2 separate regions of the Mus musculus genome follow, and region 2 is linked to region 1. A link is a contact called in public promoter capture Hi-C data. All regions are on one chromosome and are shown on one strand. Each heading gives the region's core, a stretch centred on a gene start, on an enhancer-like site or on the middle of the called end of the contact. The rest is flanking DNA. Distances are from core to core; before and after follow the strand shown. Region 1 holds the start of Stac (src homology three (SH3) and cysteine rich domain). Region 2 overlaps AU023762 (expressed sequence AU023762).

Region 1 (4,891 bases), core at 2,209-4,708:
TTTATAATCCTAGACAAAACAAAAAGAGGATAAGGGAAAAGGAAAGAAAGAAGAGGAGGGGGAAGCGCGATTGAAGACACAATGTGTTACCAGCACCAGATCTCTCAGGGAGGTTCTGATCTTTAGACCATCAGAATGATGTGAGCACTGCACAAACAAGACAGGTAAGGATGGAAAATACCAGATCCAAGGTCACATGGTTCTGGTGCTGCTCTTGCCGTGACCTTGGCCAGGGCATCTATCTTCCCAGACCTTCTTACTTCGTTAGCCATGAAATGGATGTCACAGTAGAAGCTTCTAGTGTGAAGTTTAGAGTTGTGTCTGACTAGAGGCAACATTTACTAGATACTCAGGACTGCCCTTGGCACTAAGTAAGCATAAAATTAGGCAAAAAAATAGGCAAGATAGAGAATAAAGTGCTACCTGAGTTTGTCAGTCAATGGGTGTTCCCCTGGCCCCTGGACTTGTCAAATATTTAATACTTGTTATTCTTATAGCTAGACATTCTCTCTCTGTGTCTGTCTGTCTGTCTCTTTCTTTCTTGAGACAGGGTCTCATGCTGCAGCTCTCCTGCCTCTTCGTCTCAAGTGTGAGGATTATAGCTCCATGGCCACCTAAAAAGTATCTCTTAAAAGGAATTGTAAAAGTCTCCATGGGCTAGTAGGATGGCTCAGTGGGTAACGACACTTGCCACGAGCCCCATGAGCTGCGTTTGATCCCTGAGTTCCCCATTGGCAGGAGGGGAGAACTGAATCCTGCAACTTGTTTTCTGACCTCCACATGGGCACTGTAATAAGCGCATATGCACATGCATACTTAAATTAATCCATATAATGAGAAAAAAAAAACCCTAAACGTCCAAAAAAGGCCAGAAAAATTTCAGTGCCCAGTAGGACCTATACCATGCACCTTCTGGATGGAATTAAAAAAAAAATGAGTGTGTTTAGCTGATCTATCATAATTGGGTTACAATTATAGAGTCCATGTGATGTTTTCTTGATATATGGAGTACTGTTTAGCTTACTTGACATTTTTGGGATGCATTAGACATCTATCTTCTTGCTTATATTGGGATGTGCACCTTTGAACCAATACTACCACTTCCTGGGAGAGTCCAATAGATAGCCATCCCTGCTTTGCCGCTGACATTTTCTCAGCAGGCTTGTTCCTCTCTAATGGAACAGAGCCTCTTAAAGGCCCGTGCAGTTCACTACGCACAATGATGGTCTCGCCAGCTCCTATCCCAAGCCATCTACCCATCACCAGCTCTCTTCCATAGCAGCAGGCCAGCCTCTTTTGAGGGTATGAACTCCTCAATCCAGCTCTAAATACGACTTCAAGAAAAACAAAATCACACCCATGCAGGCTGTTCTGTGTCTAGTACCAGAGGGTCCAGGAGGCCCTTGGTAGAACTCATCTCCATTGGCTAGGACGCCTAAGCCACAGTGGCAAACTGATGGACGCAGAGACACATATCAGGCAGGTAGATGACTGAGAAAAGTGGACGTCTACAGATCTGAATGGTAAGCTGGATAAATTGGTGGGTAATTACGGGCATTACATAGAAGGTTTTTGCTTTGCCAAATGATTTACATGAGGACATCTATAAATAGCAAGCCCATGCTGTGTGTTTCAATCAGGCTGCTGTTTTACCCAAAGGCTAAGACCTTTGCAGAGCATACCTACCGCAGGATGCAGGATGGTAGACCCAATGCAAAGTTTAAAAGAACAAAGTCTTTCACTTCTGCGCTTACACTACCTACAGAACTCCAGATCCCCTCTGAAATGGCAGCTGGCGCTCTGACTCTCTAGGAGGGATAGTGGAATGAATTGCATCAGGTTCCAGGTAGAAAAGAGGTGTTTCGGATGTGGGCAGGGAGCCTGCTCTAGAAGCCTATGTAGTGTGGTGGATCCCACTTCCCTAGCTCTCACAGCAAAGGGACAAGTCTGTCGAGCTAGCAGGGTAGAGTTAGGCAGTCTCATCTATTCCTCAAATGGTCTTGTCTGCCTTTTCAATTGGATGTCAGAGAAGTTGCCACTAGTGCCCAGATGAGATAGCCAAGAGTTAAATTGGAGGGGCCAAAGCTTTAGGTCTTAGACCACCACCGTCTCTGGTGGTTAACTATTGACACCGAAAGCATACAGTGCCAGCATTCTGCCCTACGCCAGCGCCTCTTGAGCTACGATGCCGTCCAAGTCTGTACGGTGTAACCACAGGGTCTCACTTTTCCTTGAGCTGATGGCCCCCTAAACATGGATCCCTTTGTGGTATTGGGAGCGCTGACATCCCTGCAATGCCCCGGGTACCCATAGAGACCTCTGCACATCCAGGAGCCTTGCACGTAAAGGAATCTACGAAGCTAACAGCAACTCCATCTTATGAATTTTACTCTCCTGGCACGGTTGCCATTTGGCTCTGTGCTGTTAAGCAGCCACGCTTTGCTTGGTTCTCTTCCAACTTTTCCAAACATGTGCCTGGCACCCACGCCAGCTTCAAAGGAAGTATAAATGTGACAGGAGACGTGCTGCGGGGTTGCGTTTGTGTATATGTGTTAGTGTGACTCTTAAAAAGACAAGTGTTAAGTTCTACAGAGTAGCAACTTTTACAAGGGGAATGCTAACTTTCTTGCAGACCAGTTACTTATGTTCGTTTAATATATTTCTTTAAACTCTTGGTATCTTAAGCTAGGGAGGCACCCTGGTAAGTGAAGGATCCCTGAGCCCCAGGATGAGGTACACTTTGTGGGCTGGGTGCTAAAGCTATGCAAAAGAGTACCCTTAGGCTGTGTCGGTCTTTCTGCCCCCAGGAGCTACCCATACCCACTCTGGCTGTGGGCACGAGTATGTTCAGGGCATGCATCATCCAAACTCCTTCTCCCACTTAAGGAAGCCATCTGGGCACCAGGGTTAGGGTAAAGTGCTTGGGCTCCTAAGGCAGAAGCTCTGCAAAGGTTTGGGTCCGCGCAGCTGTCTCAGCATGAGAAGCAACGGGTCCAGTGGATCCCAGTTCTCTAGGGATGAGTCCCATCTCTTCTGGCACCCGGACCCCAGAGGAAAGGTGTCAGAGGGAAAGGGACTCTGTGTTTCCCCAGTGTAGGCGCGCTGTACCTTGGATTCCAGGCTGCTGGTGGACGCAGGAGAGGGCGGCTGCTCTGTGCCCGTTGCCTCCCCGGTCAGTCCGTCTCCGCTGTCCTCGCGGGCGCCACTTGGAGGAATCATCGTGGCCGGCCGCGGGAACTGTGTTGGGCTTCTGGGGGAACCGCAGGCTCGTGCTTGATCGCTCAGTGCCGCCGGGTCCCCGGGATGTCCATCGCGCCAGGCGGCGGCGTGTGCCCTGGGGCCTCGCCTGACCAGGTCCTGCCCACCTCCCCGGCCTCCGCCCCGCCCCGCGCAGCGCCCGCAGCCACCTCACTGGAGATCGCGCGCCTCTAGTCGTGACTGCCGCCCACCGCAGCGGGCGGGTGGGCCCGGGCTGGCCCCTCCGAGGACGGGAGGCGGCGGCTTGGGGCGGGGCTGCGTGGTCGTGCGGGGAACCCAGGGCGGGAGGGGGCCGCGCCCACTCCGACAGTGTGGGAGATCCGCGCTGAGCGCCCGCGCTGGGTCTAGTGATGTTCTAAGGAAACCGCTCAGCAAACCCCCAAGGAACAGAAAAGAGAGTACAAACAAGTGCTATGGGCCACCTTCAGCGAACCCTTCATCCCTGGCGGCCCTGAGCATGAAGAGAGATGTGGTGGTACTTAGCTTAATTTATAGTTCAGTGACAGCAGGAACTAGTGTGGGCGTCCTCTGACCCATGGGCACTGCAATTTCCAATGTTCTGCTTTGATCTAAATCAGGCAGATAATACACTTGGTGTATGGACACCTGGTCCCCAATTTCTCCTACTGAGCCTCACAGGCTCACTATGGGTTAGGCATGGTCACTTCCATTTATAGACGAGGAAACCTAGGTTTGAAAAGGGTTGCTTAAAGCCACTCAGCTATAAATGGCAGAGCTTTTCAAATCCATGCCATTTGGACTGGGGTGCCTCAAAGCTAAGCCAGGCTTAGAGGCTGAAAGAAGTTGGGCTTCAGGGCTGGGCTTGCATTTTAGAACCTGCTTAGACCGGTGAACTGGACCGCTTTACTCAATCTCTTGGCATGGAGATTGGCAGGAGACAGAGCATCACTGGACCAAGGCATAGAAGGATCCGGTTTAGTTTTTAGACACAACAGAGTATGTAGCCAGAGGGAATACTTCTACATTTATAAAAAGCCTTTCGTACATGAATACTAGACTCCCTCCTTATTTTTATGTCTAGAAAACTAAATTTATTTTGTCATTTGGGATTAACATGTAGAGTAACTGGGTCATTTGTGATATTTTCATGTGCACATATAAATCCTTATTTCTATCTACTCTCCTCCAGCTCATCTCCAAAATCACAAACATTACCCAGGAGGCTCATGTAAGAATATAATTGAGGGTTCTAGGCCAGACTGGGCTAAGTAATGAGTTCTAGATCAGCCTGGGCTAAGTGATGAGTTCTAGATTAACCTGGACTACATAGTAACAACCTGTCTTAAAAGATAAAACAAAAGAAAAAAGATATGAGCAAAAACAACCCTAAAATCAAACAAACCCTGTTACCCACCCCCACCCCTCACCCCTGTGACTTAGACCAACCTCACCAGTAAGCCTGGAAGGCCCCAGGTGTTCCTCCATGAAACATAATCCTCATCTGTTAACTGGAAACAAAATTCTCACTAGCTGAAGTTGCACCAACAACCACCAGCCTTAGGTAGACACAGACAGAGGGACACAGCATCGGATAAATGGATCTTTAGCCCATGCCTGCTTTGTGGGAGATTGTTTTCTAGAATCAGCTACATCATGAAGCCTGTTCTCCTGG
Region 2 (5,148 bases), core at 1,686-4,185, 1.8 Mb after region 1:
TGCCTCCCTCAGATTATAGACACATCTATGGGGCATTTTTTAATGTAATATTTGAGGTGGGAGGTCCCTGGAGGTAAAAGCAAGCAGGCTGAGCGAGCCTTTGGGAGCAAGCCAGAAAGCAGCACCCCTCCATGGTTTCTGCTTTAGGTAGGTTCTGCCTTCAGGAACAATTTCCTCTCCAAGTCGTTGGTTTTGGTCACCATCTTTATCAAAGCAATAAAAACAAAACCAACACAGAGGGCAATTGGAAACAGCTCTTACTACCAAGCCCCACCCTATCATGGACCACGACCTCTTGGACACTGTATCACAGAGCATTGTCTTCAGGTAACCTTTCATCCCCTGCACATTCTAGCTCCTCCTGCAATCCAATGCAGCTACAAGGAAGGAGGGAGCTGGAATTGTAACTGAGGATCCAGTCGCTCTCCCCTTTCTCCCTTCACTATGGACTGTGAGAGGCTCTGTTGCCATGGCCACAGATTTGGCTATCACCATATCCTTCAGCTATCTCATTGCCATGATTGCAGAAGCTGCACCACCTCTGCTCCCTGATGCCAAATGGGTGCACTGTGATGCTGTGACCTGGGTGCACTGTGAGTGATGCTGTGACATGGATGCACTGTGATGCTGTGACATGGGTGCACTGTGATGGTGTGACATGGGTGCACTGTGAGTGATGCTGTGACATGGGTGCACTGTGATGGTGTGACATGGGTGCACTGTGAGTGATGCTGTGACATGGGTGCACTGTGATGGTGTGACATGGGTGCACTGTGAGTGATGCTGTGACATGGGTGCACTGTGAGTGATGCTATGACCTGGGTGCACTGTGAGTGATGGTGTGACATGGGTGCACTGTGATGCTGTGACAAGCCCTCTATTTTAAAATGATTTTCCAAAATCAGCCACAACCAAGATGATTACTCATTTGATTTGATTAATGAAGTAATGCCTGGCAGTTCTAACCTGTGCTCTGGTCTGGAATTTTCCACCAAGGACCCATTTTTAAGTCTTTATTGACAGCCTGAGGCTCAGGGGAGAGGGGGTCGGTGATAGAAACTTTAAGGGGTGTGGTTTAGTGTAATGAAGTTAAGTGAGTAGATGGGTACCCATGAAAAGGCTATTGGGGTCCAGCCTGTACTCTCTTTTTGTGTGTTTCTGTCTGTCTGTGTGTCTGTGTATCTGTGTGCCTGTGTGTCTGACTGTCTGTCTGTCTGTCTGTCTGTCTGTCTGTCTCTCTCTCTCTCTGTGTGTGTGTGTGTGTGTGTGTGTCTTTCTCTCTTCCTCTCTCCCTCCCTTCATCCCTCTATCAGGTTTTATATAAAGAAGTGTCATACCAAAGGGGAACAAATGTCTCCCCTGTGCTAGGGTTTGGATGTGATTCAAATGTATCGCGTAAGTACATCGGGAGCTTGGGACATAGCACGGCAATCCTGGAGGATAAGACAGGGAGGTTTTAAGTGGTAGAGTGGACCTAGAGATCGCAGTTCATAGCACTTTCCTTGAAAGCAGAAAGAGCTGAGTTCTATTGCCAGGACCCATGTGGAAGGAAGGAAGGAGGGTGAGAGGGAGGGGAAGGAGGGAGGGAGGGAGGGAGGGAGGAGGGAGGGGAGGAGGGAGGGAGGGAGGGAAAGAGGAAGGAAGGAAGGAAGGAGGGTGAGAGGGAGGGGAGGGAGGGAGGGAGGGAGGAGGGAGAGGAGGAGGGAGGGAAGGAGGAAAGGAAGGAAGGAGGGAGGGGAGGAGGGAAAGAGGAAGGAAGGAAGGAAGGAAGGAAGGAAGGAAGGAAGGAAGGAAGGAAGACCTGGGTATGGTGGCAATGCCTTTAATTCCAGCACTCAGGAGGTAGAGCCAGGCTGATCTCTGTGAAGTAGAGGCCAGCCTGGTCAACAGAGTGAGTTGTGGACAGCCAGAGCTACATAGTGATATCTGTCTCAAAAGAAAAAAAAATCAGCCCAGGCAATGTAGTAGGCATGCCCTTACAATCCTAGGAAGAGCAAGTATCCTCTGGAATGGTGAAAGTGCCCCTCTCTCAATTGGGGTTATGCCCACTTGGACCATACATTTAAGTTTTTATCAAACTGTTCAAAATATGTACATTTTTATTTTTAAAAAACATATATCTCAATTAAAATAAAGCAGAATAGGCTGCAGAGATGGCTCAGAAGCTGCTCTTACAAGGGTCCTGAGGGGTTTTTTCCCTGCACGCATGTTGTAAGCATTAAACCACCTCTAACTCTAGCTCCAGGAGATCTGACGCCCTCTTCTGGTTTATTCAAGGACCCATACAGCTACAGCAAGCATACATGTGTGTGTGTGTGTGTGTGTGTGTGTGTGTGTGCGCGCGCGCACATGCGCGCGCGCGCAAAAATAAAAAATAAATATAAATATGTCTTTAAAAAACAAAATGATATAAATAACTTCGTAAGTAGAAATCATGGAGGATTTGTGAAGATTGGATGAAATCCTAAAGTCCACAGCAAGAGATGGGAGAGGACCCAGATTTCCTGAAACCCTCATTCTCCCCACAGGCAATAACTCTTCCGGGACAGAAAGCGAGGGCCTTGTCACGCCAAGCAGAGCCGGCATTTCCCGTCAGGACTCCAGAATCCGTGCTCAGCAACCTCGTAGAATTTGGGGTGTTCATTTGGACAGTGAATCAGGGCTCTTGGGGACAGGAGCCCTAGAGCAGCTCAGGATTTAAATAATGATGTGTCAAAATCTGCCTCCGATGTCTCAGATTTAATCTTCCTCGTGACCTTGTAGGCTTTCAGGATTATTAGAGCCAGCCACACAGAAGCAAAGAATATTAAAGTTGTTTGTCAAAAACCTGCTGCTTCTGTCAGGAAAAACTCCAGAACAGAGGAACATATGTGCTGGAAACGGAAGAACCTCCGAGTGGAGATGGGGAGGGGGATGATGTGATGTGCCGATGTTTGCCAAAAACTGCTCAGCTGAATGGGGTGAGCCGACAGCCAGGGTTTGCGGCGTTCACACGGAGTCCAGGGGCCAGCTCTTTGCTACACTTTCGGATTAAAATTATGTGTCCTCCATGTTTCCTTAGGATGAGCATGTCTGTCACTGCCTCAAATCCTTCTGCCCTTAGAAACCAGACTTGCTATTGCTCTGTTCGTGTTGTAGGACCAGCCAGGCGCGCGGTCTGGACCTCTGCCTCCTCGCTTGTCCAATGAAGTGGATTAAAGACTAATGTTAAAAGAGAGAAGTCTGGGAAATGGTTCTGGTGGCAAAGTGTTTACCTTGAAAGCGCAGGGATGTAAATCCAACCCTCAAAACCCACATCACAAAAAAAAAAAAAAAAAAAAAAAGAACAAAATGGGTTTCATACCCTTGTGTCTTTAATTCCCCATGCTGGGAAGGCGGAGCTAAACAGATCCACAGACCTCGGTACCCTGGCCTGCTGGGCAAGTTCTGGGCCACAGTGACATGCTTCCTCAGAAAATGTGGACTGCACCTAAGAAAAATCACCTGAAGCTGTTCACTGACTGTCGTGTGTGTGCGTGTGCCTCTGTGTGTGTGCGTGTGTGTGTGTGTGTGTGTGTGTGTGTGTGTATGTGCGTGTATGTGTGTCAGTGCAGACCTTCAGTCTCACCACTGACAAAGTAACTGGAAGGAGAATCATGAGTTTGAAGCCAGCCCGGGCTATGCAGAGAAAAGAAAACGAATTATTGCCATGAATTCTGCAGAAAGGCCTAGGACGCGCAGTAAGTTCTTAGTCGCATGAGCTGTACACGTTAAAGCCCCGGGCACTCCCTTTCCATCCACCACTGCAAGCAGATCTCAGACTACACCAAACTCAAATTCAAATGTGCACTCAGCCAGACCCATAATTCCAGCCATTCAGGAGGCTGACCATACGTTAAAGCCAGCCTGGAGGGCTTAGCAGATCTTATCTCCAATGTTTTAAGGTCTAGGGATCTAACTCCACGGTGTAGCACTTCTGTCTCCGCTACTAGAGGGAAAATATTCCTATATTCTAAATACTCCCCAGGGAGGAGGGGTTGATCAGCAGGATTCCACATAAGGTAAAGTTGCTTCTATTCCCAACTTAGTCCTGAGGACTCACTAAGGACAAGGCAGAGCCTAGCAGTCTCTGGGTTAAATTGACTTATTACAGCCTCACCACACCTGTCAGGCTCTGTGACAGCTTGAGAAAGCTTGGGTTCAAAGTGTTATGTGAAGGTGGTGTTGACAGGCACCTGGATAGGAGACACCCGTGCATTGCTCAGTTCCCTGGAGTCAGCAAGGCCATGGGGACAGACACACACATCTGCAAGAGAAACAGAGAGCTTTCGTTTTCTATTGCTAATAGCCTATATCACTTCCAAACCAGGCATCTGAACCACTTCTTTTTTTTTTCCATTTTTTATTAGGTATTTAGCTCATTTACATTTCCAATGCTATACCAAAAGTCCCCCATACCCACCCACCCCCACTCCCCTACCCACCCACTCCCCCTTTTTGGCCCTGGCGTTCCCCTGTACTGGGGCATACAAAGTTTGCGTGTCCAATGGGCCTCTCTTCTTTCCTTTGCAATTCCATTATAAAAGTCTCATGCGCTGAGGGATTCCGCTGAGCACTCAGAAATCCAAGGCTGGAAAACCTTCTTCCATGACGCCTTCTCCATCAGTATCCGATGGGCTTTTTGCTCCTTGGCCTCTCTTCCATTATACGTGACATAGCATCCCGTGGCCTCACAACAATCGCACGCCTTACATGGCCACTAGCTCCACAACATAAAATGTAGAGATTGCCAAGCTGGCAAAAGGGTATAATCTCAGACATGTTGGTGTGGCTTTGCCAACCCTGTGGGTTCATGTGGGAACACAGGTCAGTGGAGAGACCAAACTATAACCTTGGGAATGGAATGGCAACATCACAGTAATGTCCACATGAGGTGGAAAGTGCCTCTGTAGCCATCTTGGGAAAGTATAACCTTACAAAATGCCCTATGGGTTGTATATTTTTGAAGTGAGAGTTAGGGACCCCATTACTACTGTAATCTATTAACAGTAATAGACACAGATATGTACCACTTCGAGGCAAAACAAAAACAAAAGCAAAAAAAACAAACAAACAAAAAACCCTATAAGATCAGCATTGTTTATGAGAAAGAGATGAAAGCCTCCAGCA

Evidence for each region. Promoter capture Hi-C pulls out the DNA fragments that hold promoters and counts their contacts.
Region 2: a promoter capture Hi-C map of hippocampal neurons shows a contact between it and region 1, with 6 times the contacts expected there. The contact joins the enhancer-like site here to the promoter of Stac in region 1. A contact is called at or near these places in 4 of 39 promoter capture datasets (cranial neural crest, hippocampal neurons, liver and 1 more) and 1 of 9 other capture datasets (liver).

The regions. Positions count from the first base shown.
Region 1 is chr9:111,686,890-111,691,780 of GRCm38.p6, forward strand. Stac (src homology three (SH3) and cysteine rich domain) reads right to left here and starts at 3,459. Exons shown (of 11, transcript NM_016853.3): 1 at 3,109-3,459. The coding sequence starts at 3,219.
Region 2 is chr9:113,512,421-113,517,568 of GRCm38.p6, forward strand. All of the region lies in intron 2 of AU023762 (expressed sequence AU023762), which reads right to left. Among named protein-coding and RNA genes, the nearest start is that of Gm36540, 46 kb to the left of the region's middle. Within about 2 kb of position 2,936, at least 11 of the 459 cell types and tissues checked have an H3K27ac peak or open chromatin away from gene starts, as enhancers often do. A contact at or near this core is called in hippocampal neurons, where this site is marked.